Regions from separate parts of the Sus scrofa genome. Here region 2 is linked to region 1. Evidence: chromatin contacts called from public Hi-C data. All regions are on one chromosome and are shown on one strand. Each heading gives the region's core, a stretch centred on a gene start, on an enhancer-like site or on the middle of the called end of the contact. The rest is flanking DNA. Distances are from core to core; before and after follow the strand shown. Region 1 overlaps XRCC4 (DNA repair protein XRCC4). Region 2 overlaps XRCC4 (DNA repair protein XRCC4).

Evidence for each region. Hi-C and Micro-C count contacts between places; a contact is called where the count stands out from the background.
Region 2: a contact with region 1 is called in a Hi-C map of retroperitoneal adipose tissue, with 1.6 times the contacts expected there. The contact joins two enhancer-like sites. A contact is called at or near these places in 5 of 47 Hi-C or Micro-C datasets (embryonic fibroblasts, psoas muscle, retroperitoneal adipose tissue and 2 more).

What each region holds. Positions count from the first base shown.
Region 1 is chr2:91,541,886-91,546,109 of Sscrofa11.1, forward strand. The region is part of intron 7 of XRCC4 (DNA repair protein XRCC4); the gene reads left to right. Among named protein-coding and RNA genes, the nearest start is that of VCAN, 160 kb to the right of the region's middle. Within about 2 kb of position 2,751, at least 5 of the 83 cell types and tissues checked have an H3K27ac peak or open chromatin away from gene starts, as enhancers often do. A contact at or near this core is called in retroperitoneal adipose tissue, where this site is marked.
Region 2 is chr2:91,634,284-91,638,488 of Sscrofa11.1, forward strand. The region is part of intron 7 of XRCC4 (DNA repair protein XRCC4); the gene reads left to right. Among named protein-coding and RNA genes, the nearest start is that of VCAN, 63 kb to the right of the region's middle. Within about 2 kb of position 2,453, at least 13 of the 83 cell types and tissues checked have an H3K27ac peak or open chromatin away from gene starts, as enhancers often do. A contact at or near this core is called in retroperitoneal adipose tissue, where this site is marked.

The sequences.
Region 1 (4,224 bases), core at 1,501-4,000:
GTCTCCCTAGTCAGACCATCTATCACGGTGTTATTGCTTTCTTTTGCCAATGAATGAAAACTACTTTTTTTTTGAAATACCAGTGCTCCAAATTTCTGTATTTAGAAAAATTGGCGCAAACTGTAGTGACATTAAAACAGTTCCTAAAACTGTCATATGACTCATTGTCCTGATTTATACAATTAAGCTTTATAATCTACTTTATTCCGCTAATTCATTAAATGTGTATGCTCACTCAGATTTATAATTTGGAGTTGGACTAAATGGGTCTCACATGATTCTTACTGTTTGCCTTCACTTTTGGCATCTAAAAGGTAGACATTAGATACATGTTCCATCTGCCCCACCTTCCTTCTCAGACATGAATGTACTTGGGAAGCACTCTGACTTAGTTGTCAGGATCTTAACTCATCTCTGAGTTATCTTGCTGTGATCACACTAACACCCCTCAAAATGTCATGACTTTGTGTAGTATTTTTCACATATATGTGCATATGTCAATATTTTCCCATGGTTCTTTTTCGTTTTAACGTTGAGAAATGAAAATTAGGTAGCCATTTGAACTTGGAGACACTGAAGAAATAGTGTGAGGTAATGTGTCAAATAAAAGAAAATGAGAAGGTTCGGAAACATCAGTCTCTCCCCCCAAATCCTCTCCCAACCCCCAGCTCGCATCCCCCCAAAAAGTGAATAATTCATGATGAAAAGCAAACAAAAAGAATGCATTGTGGTTTTTGGTTTAGGTGAAGGTGATATTGTTTGTTATTTAAAAAAAAAAAAAAACTAGAAATAAGTAGGGCTTTGTAGAGCATTCGTTATTAATTATTTCCTCCAAGAATCTTAATGTCTGATTTTACTTAAAATGCAGACCTTTCAGACTTGTATCTTACAAAGAACATTTTGCTTAAAAGAATTGTAGCTTAAACTGATATAATTTATGCAGTTGTTTTTACTAAAATAATTCTTTTGAGCACCACATGTAGTAGATTTGGATAAATTTTAAAATATTTTTAAATGCCATAGTTTGGCAATTTCTTTTCTGATTTAGTCGTTCTGATTGTTTAAACACATTACTGCTGCTGTTCATTTACTCTGGGAATTAAGCACAGAAGCTCACAGATGTAAAAATGGAATCATTTGTAAAAATTCAATTTAATAACTTGAGCTTACATGCAAATATATTTTCTCATGATGAAACCTTTGATGTAATACTTCCAATGAAACATTCATTGCTAGGAAAGACTATGCCACTAACCAAAAATTTCAATACTGAGATATTCTTTTGACACTGGGTTAATATTTCAAATAACTGTAGTATTTACTTTTAGAATAGTAGCACTACCTAGGATTTTATTGTCCAGGTAATATTTAAGAAATAGTATCTTAAGAGTTCCTATTGTGGCTCAGCAGGTTAAAAACCTGACCAGTAATCACGAAGATTTGTGTTCAATCCCTGGCCTCGCTCAGTAGGTTAAGGATCTGGTTTTGCCTCAAATTATGGCAGAGGTCATGGATGAGGCTCTGACCTGGTCTTGCTGTGGCTGTTGCATAGACCTGCAGCTAAAGCTCCACTTCTACCCATAGCCTGGGAACTTCCATATGCCATAGGTGCAGCTGTAAAAATATCAAAAAAAAAAAAAAGATGTAAAATTTTATTTATATACAGAACTGTATAGCTTTTAAAACATCCTCACATATTACCTCATTTAGTTTTTACACAAACCTATGCAAGAGGGAGTTAGAGATTTATTAAAAGATAAGGATGGTAAGATTTGTGAACACGCCCAAAATTTCATGGCTATGCACTGGTTCATAGAACCTGCTTTGTGTCTACCATTATTTCTACTAATTTAGCCTTTGGAAATGAATATATGTACCCTAAAATTTCTCTCAACTTAGAATCACATTGCAAGATTGTACACACGTTGTAATGGCAATTGGTAAAAAGCAGAACAGAAAATAGCAAGTATTTTCTATTGGTACATAAAGGCTTTGAAGGGTTACATAGACCCTATTAATAGAGGCTACCTCTCATGCAGGTATAGATTGGAACTGGCGTGGCCGTGAGTATCTCAAAGGAGATTTTAGCCTTATCTAAAGTACAGTCTAAATGCATTCATGTATGACTCATAGAATTAAAAATAAAATATATACCAGAAAGAAGAAGCACAGCATGGTAAATGGGGGGGTTGCTGTGTTTTTGTGAATACACTGTCTTTGGGATCTCCATTTAATATTTTTTGTAGCTTATTTTGACCTACTGGTTAACAGAAACAGAGGAAATGAAAGTATCTTTTCAGAATTATTCTAATTTGTTCATAGTTTTGAGAAATACTCCACATTCAAAGAGAAACCGGCTGTGGTGCTATATTGTGCAACAAATTAATATCACTCAAAGTGGAGGGGATGTTTGTTTCATCACAATAGGCCTGGTAAATTAAAAGTAATAAATTTATTTGAAAACCATGAGTATGTTCTTGTAATTCTGCATCGTGTACTTTTTTCTGGTCCTGTTGGTAATTCCTTTGGGCTTTGTTCAGAGGGGTGGAGGCGTGGACTGTGATTACCTCCGCTTTCACCCCACCCTCCTGGAATGTAGCATCTAATTTACAAAAACTAAAAACACGACTTTTCACAGGAGCTTGCTGTTACTTTTTTCGAAGTTTGTTTGAATCAGAAATGGGATTAGTGTAAAATATCCCGTTGGCATGTTTTGCTTTAGAAAAGCCAGAGGATCCAGCCCTTAATTCTTGGTTAGTAAGATAATATCCATAGCTGGGCGAGGTTCTAAGAGATGGAATAACTTGGCACAACACATCTCTGACTGAAATCTAAATGTGACTCTTGGGACCAGTGGACTCTGAATTGGTCTGTCTATGTGAATTTTAGTGTCCTTTCTCCACTAATCAACTTCATGTCTAAAAGCACTACAAGAAGCTCCCTGTTACAGTTCTTCTCTGACCTTTCTGACTACACATTTTGTTTTTCTGTCTGACAGCTTCTCCCCTTTTTTCTATGCCCAAAGCAGCCAACTATGGTCCTCACCCTCAATTAGTGGCTCTCTGAAGTGATTCTCTGAGATCTCTATATAATATAGGCAACGTCCTGCCATTGTGATAACAGTAATAATGATAGCAATAATAATGACATCAGCCATCATTTATTTAGAATCTATTATGTTTTAACCCTGCATGCACAGATATTCTCTAGTCTTTGCAACAGTCTTACAAGGTAGGTCTTATTATCTTCCTTCAACTCATTAAGAAAGATAACAGGGAGCTTTCCCAAGGATATGGCAAAGTAAGAATCTAGACCCATGTCTAAATAGTATACTCCGAAACAAGCCAGCCAAGTAGCAAATCTCAGTCTGTTGTGGTGACAGTGAGGTCCCAATGAACTCATATTGCTATCAAAATCAGTTTTGCCAAGCAGCAGTTTCTTGTTAATTTTGATGTTTTCTATAAATTAAACAGTTGAGTTAAATTATTGAAAGATAGTTGCTATTATTTTTCCTGGCATTTTTCTCCTTCAGAGACTGCATTAAATGCTATTTTCAGATGTTTATACTAGTCTAATTATCTGCTAGACACATTTTTATCCTAGAAATAGTTCAGAAAAATTTTGTGCCAATGGCCTCTTTTCTTCAATAACTACAAAAATCTCAACACAGTCACTGATTTAGAAACGTGGAATGAGTTCTACTCATCCAGTATCATTTGTTGATGAAATATTAGTTAAGAACAGAGACTTTAGAATCATGAGCTCTACTGCCTACCAGCTTTTTTGATCTCAGACACATGGCTTCATATCACTAAACTTCACTTTTCTCCTCTGTTAAAGGACATAATAAGAGTTCATAGCTAAGTTTTTGTTTCCTGCTGTTTTGATGTTGAATGAGATAATCCATGTAAACCATAGCATAGATCTTATGGTAATTTATGTTTCTCTTTATTGTTATGTAAATTTTATTTGAGAATAACCTTTTAAAATTAGTAGCTATGGGAGTTACCTGGTGGCTGAGTGGGTTAAGGATCTGGTGTTATCACTGTTGTGGCTTGGGTTGCTGTAGTGTAGGTTTAGTCCCTGGCCTGGGAACGTCCACATGCCATGGGCATGGCCAAGAATAAATAAATAAAAAACAATTTAAAAATAAATAAAATTTATAGCTCTGTAGCATAGTGACTTAACATACTTGACATAATGTAAAAATTTGTTGATGTAAAT
Region 2 (4,205 bases), core at 1,203-3,702, 92 kb after region 1:
ATGCCTTGGATGTGGCGGTAAAAAGCAAAAAAAAAAGTAAAAGTGGCAATCTAGGAGTTTCCCACAATGGTGCCATGGGTTAAGAATCTGACTGCAGTGACTTGAGCTGCTGTGGAGGTGCAGGTTTGATCCCTGGCCGGATTCAGTGGGTTAAAGGATCTGGGATTGCCACAGCTGCAGCGTAGTTCACAGCTGCAGCTCAGATTCAATCCCTGGCCCAGGAACTTCCATATGTCACAAGTGAAGCCATAAAAATAAAAAATAAAATAAAATGGATCTGCTAAAAGTGGTATCTTGTGTGGACAAACTACTTTGTATTCTTGAGCTAATAGTTTGCAGAAAGCAAGAGGCACCTGGTCTTTCAGAACCCTGCCCCACCCATTGTTAACTCCTGCTAGTTATTTTGTGCATGATGCTCTAGTGGACTGAAAAAGCAAGTTGACTTCTAAAACTTATGTTTAAATAAAAACACAACATATATGGAGTATTTTAGTCACTTTTGAATGCTTTGGTGTTTCATCTTTAATAAAGAACTAACAATTAAATTTAATTCCCTCAAGTATAAAGTAAAATATATATTGAGTGCATTTCTACAACTTTTATGACTATAGAAAGTGACAAATGGTTATTTTGTAAATTACTTTGTAACCCTCACCTTGATGCCGAGGGTTCAAAGGAACAAATTATGAGGACAAGACTGGTAGGAAACCACATGTGTGTGGAAGTTTGTGGTGAAATCAAATAAAAGAGGCCTCAGAGACATTTTTTTATGTGCCTGATTTGGCCCAATCTGTTGACCACTTTGACTTTTCATCTGTCTCATTAGAAGTAGTTTTCAACAAAGATATCCATTAGGCAGATTACACATGGTGTGTTAATGTGTTTGATGAGGTTTTCATTTTTCTTTCTTTGAAGCTTTGAAAACAACTTCTGGTGATTATTCTAATTGCAGTGCACTGGCACACTAGAGTCCCTTTATTTCTCATTAACCGTGATTTGGGGCTGCGTCTCCACCAAGGGGAGGTAGCACTGGGGCTAATCCCAACTTGGCAGAATTATTGGGTTCCACCCCAGCAGTCACCAAAACATTTGGGTTTAGTCAGAACGCCAATTCGTCACTTCCTAAAACCAAATCTCTTCTCCATCCCTCACTAACCCGTTCATAGACCATAGAGAGAGTGAGAAAGACGTGAGCAGAACTCACTGAATAATAGGGCCTGGGCCTCTGAAACGTCAAGAGAGATCTGAGATACTTCCATTTTCTGAGCCTCTTGATGTATTATTTTTAAAAAAGGAAAAGTGCAGAACAGGATAGAAAAAAAAAATCACATCTTTAGTATTTAAAATCATGCTTTAAACACATAAAAAATAAGAGTTCCCATCAAGACGCAGTGGTTAACGATTCCAACTAGGAACCATGAGGTTTCTGGTTCGATCCCTGGCGTTGCTCAGTGGGTTAAGGATCCGGTGTTGCCATGAGCTGTGGTGTAGGTTGCAGACGCATTGCTGTGGCTCTGGTACAGGCCAGTGGCTACAGCTCCAATTGGACCCCTAGCCTGGGAATCTCCATATGCCGTGGGAGCGGCCCTGGAAAAGGCAAAAAGACAAAATAAAATAAAATAATATAAAATAAAATAAACACATAAAAAATAGAATCACCTTTTTAGAATGTAGATAAAATGGCCAAATTTGAGGCCGTTTATGACCATAAAGCCCTAGCTCAGTGGCTCTCTAAAAGATATCTTGGCATTTCACCTTTCCCAGCCATCATGGTTCTTGCTCATATCTGGATGGAAGTTCCAGGATCATTTAGCTTCATTTGCTAAATAAGACAAATGAGGCCAAACAGTGTAAGTTATGTGCTTTATAGAACAGCCAATTAGTTGGTGATAAAGCCTATCTCAGGGCAGATGGAAGGCACATGAAAGATTCAGAGGAGGAGGTCTTGGATAAGTGGGATGACTGCTAGTAATCGATCAGATGATGAATATTGAGAGCATGATCTCGGGGAAAGTGAATATTGGGCAAAGGTCCCACGAGTCACAGCCAGATGAGGCTACTCACGACTGCAGGTTGAAATTTCCGCATAGTTTCATGAGAACGGCAGTTACGACACTACACCATAAGATGAATTTGGAAGTTCCTGCCTTCTAGTACTTTTACCCTGCTTTTAGTCCTCTAGTTGAGAATCTATGTGAGATCCCTGTGGAGAAAAGTGGCAACTTTCCCCACTGAATGTCTAAGCTAGGAAGCAGGACATTAGGAGTTGATTTTGACTCGGTCTTTTGCGAAACACTCTCTTCTCTGAGTCATGCATTAATAATTTGGATCTCAGCAATGATTTTATTTATCAAGGGGATTTTTACTTCTCCAGAGAGCCAGAATCCTTCCTCCCTGTTGTATATCAGAAGCAGACACTGGAGAAGCTGCTTTCTGTGTCCTTCTCGTCCTGTTGCGATTCTGGGCTCCTTGGTAACTTGGCCAGCCATCTTGAATGAAATCTTAGGCAAGTTGTGTTGGCTCCATCTCCTTGGAGATCATTTCCAGCTGTTAGCACAGTGCAAATATGAGTTCTCCTAAGCCAAGAAAACCTGACATTTTTATTGGATCCCCATACAAAGATTGGATGCAATAATTAAAAAGAAGTATCAATCCCCTGTGTTTTGAGGGTGACAGGATACAGGTACCATGACACTATTAAGGCAAGTGTAACTTGGTACAGATACTTTAGGAGGCAAATTAGCGATGTGTACCCAAAAGCTCAAAATGCATATATTTTCCAACTCAAGATGGCAGACTGAACACATGTGTTGGCCTCCCATTTTTTTTTTTTTTTCAAAAACCTCACTGACTTTAAAGTATGGGAATATCGAATAGAATATCCCCAATATATCTGTATCTCTCAGATTTAGTCAGGAAAATCAAGCCAAATAATTCAATCAAGAGAACTCAATATGGAGAACCATTTATGAATGTGTAGGAAATCTAAAAAAATTATCAGTTAGCAATATCAGGTGCTACTATCACCATGAGGACTAGAAGGATCAAAGAAAACATACTGCCGCTGGAGTCCAGGACCACATGGCAGAAGCTGGACATGGAAGAAGGGGCTGCTTGGAGTCAGAAGATGTTGGACAAGATGGAAGAAATGCAGCCACTTCTAGGGAGGCTGCCCAAGGCAGAAAGAAAAGGAGAAATATCCTGCCTTCTCCCTTCTTACTTCTCTCCGGTATCCCACAGTGTTTCCCACTGGCTGAACCCAGATAGAAACCATTTGGCATGGCCATGTCATTTGCAGCAGTCATTTCCCTGGGATGGAGAGCAGAACAGAGAGATTGTGAGTAATGGCTAAAAGCAAAGCAAAAATGCAGCTGCCTGGCACAATAGACAGGAGAGAATGTGGGTGTGTGGGTGTGTTACTAAAGGGTGAGATATTTAATAACTTCCTGGACTACAAAATGTAGATGGGAGCCATTAGAAGAAAAGGGCAGAGAAAGCATCAGCTTGGAATAGATTCTGACAGCTCTCTAGAGGTAGAAAGCTAATCTGCCCTGTGGAACCCCACAGACGCCTGGGTACAGAGTTAGCAGACATAACAGAGGGGGAGAGTGAAAGATGGAGCTAAAACGAGAGAGATTACTTAAAGGTCTGAATATGTTCTGAATTCTCCCAGTCAGCACCCCATTTCCAACATGTACACAGTGAGCAGGCAGCCAGCATTTTACCCCCCGGCAAAACATGATGACTTCTCTCTAAAGAAATTGAACAAACTGGGAAAAGATAACATTTCTAAATTTGTTGGTGCCTTGAAGGGAAGCCATTATCATGGGGGGATTTTGCAGGGGCTCAGCCTGACAGCCAGTTCCCACTCCATTGATCCTCAATCAGAGTTCACCAGTCACCACTACCTGGCCCATTCTAGGAGGAAATTCTGAAAAAGAAGAGACCTACTGGGAAAAGTCTTATTTACACTAAAGCAGAAACGTCTACTCCATCTACCCAGGCCTCCTTTTTTACTAACACAGAGAAACCACTGGAATATGAGGAGAACTGGCAGTATTAAAAAAAAAAAATAGAAATAGCAAATTCTAAAAAAAAAAAAAAAAAAGGGCAGAAAAAGCATCCTTAGAATGATCTGAAGTGATATAAAGAGAACTTTTAAAGTCATCCTTATGTTCTCAAAAAGATTTAAGGAAGTATTAGGT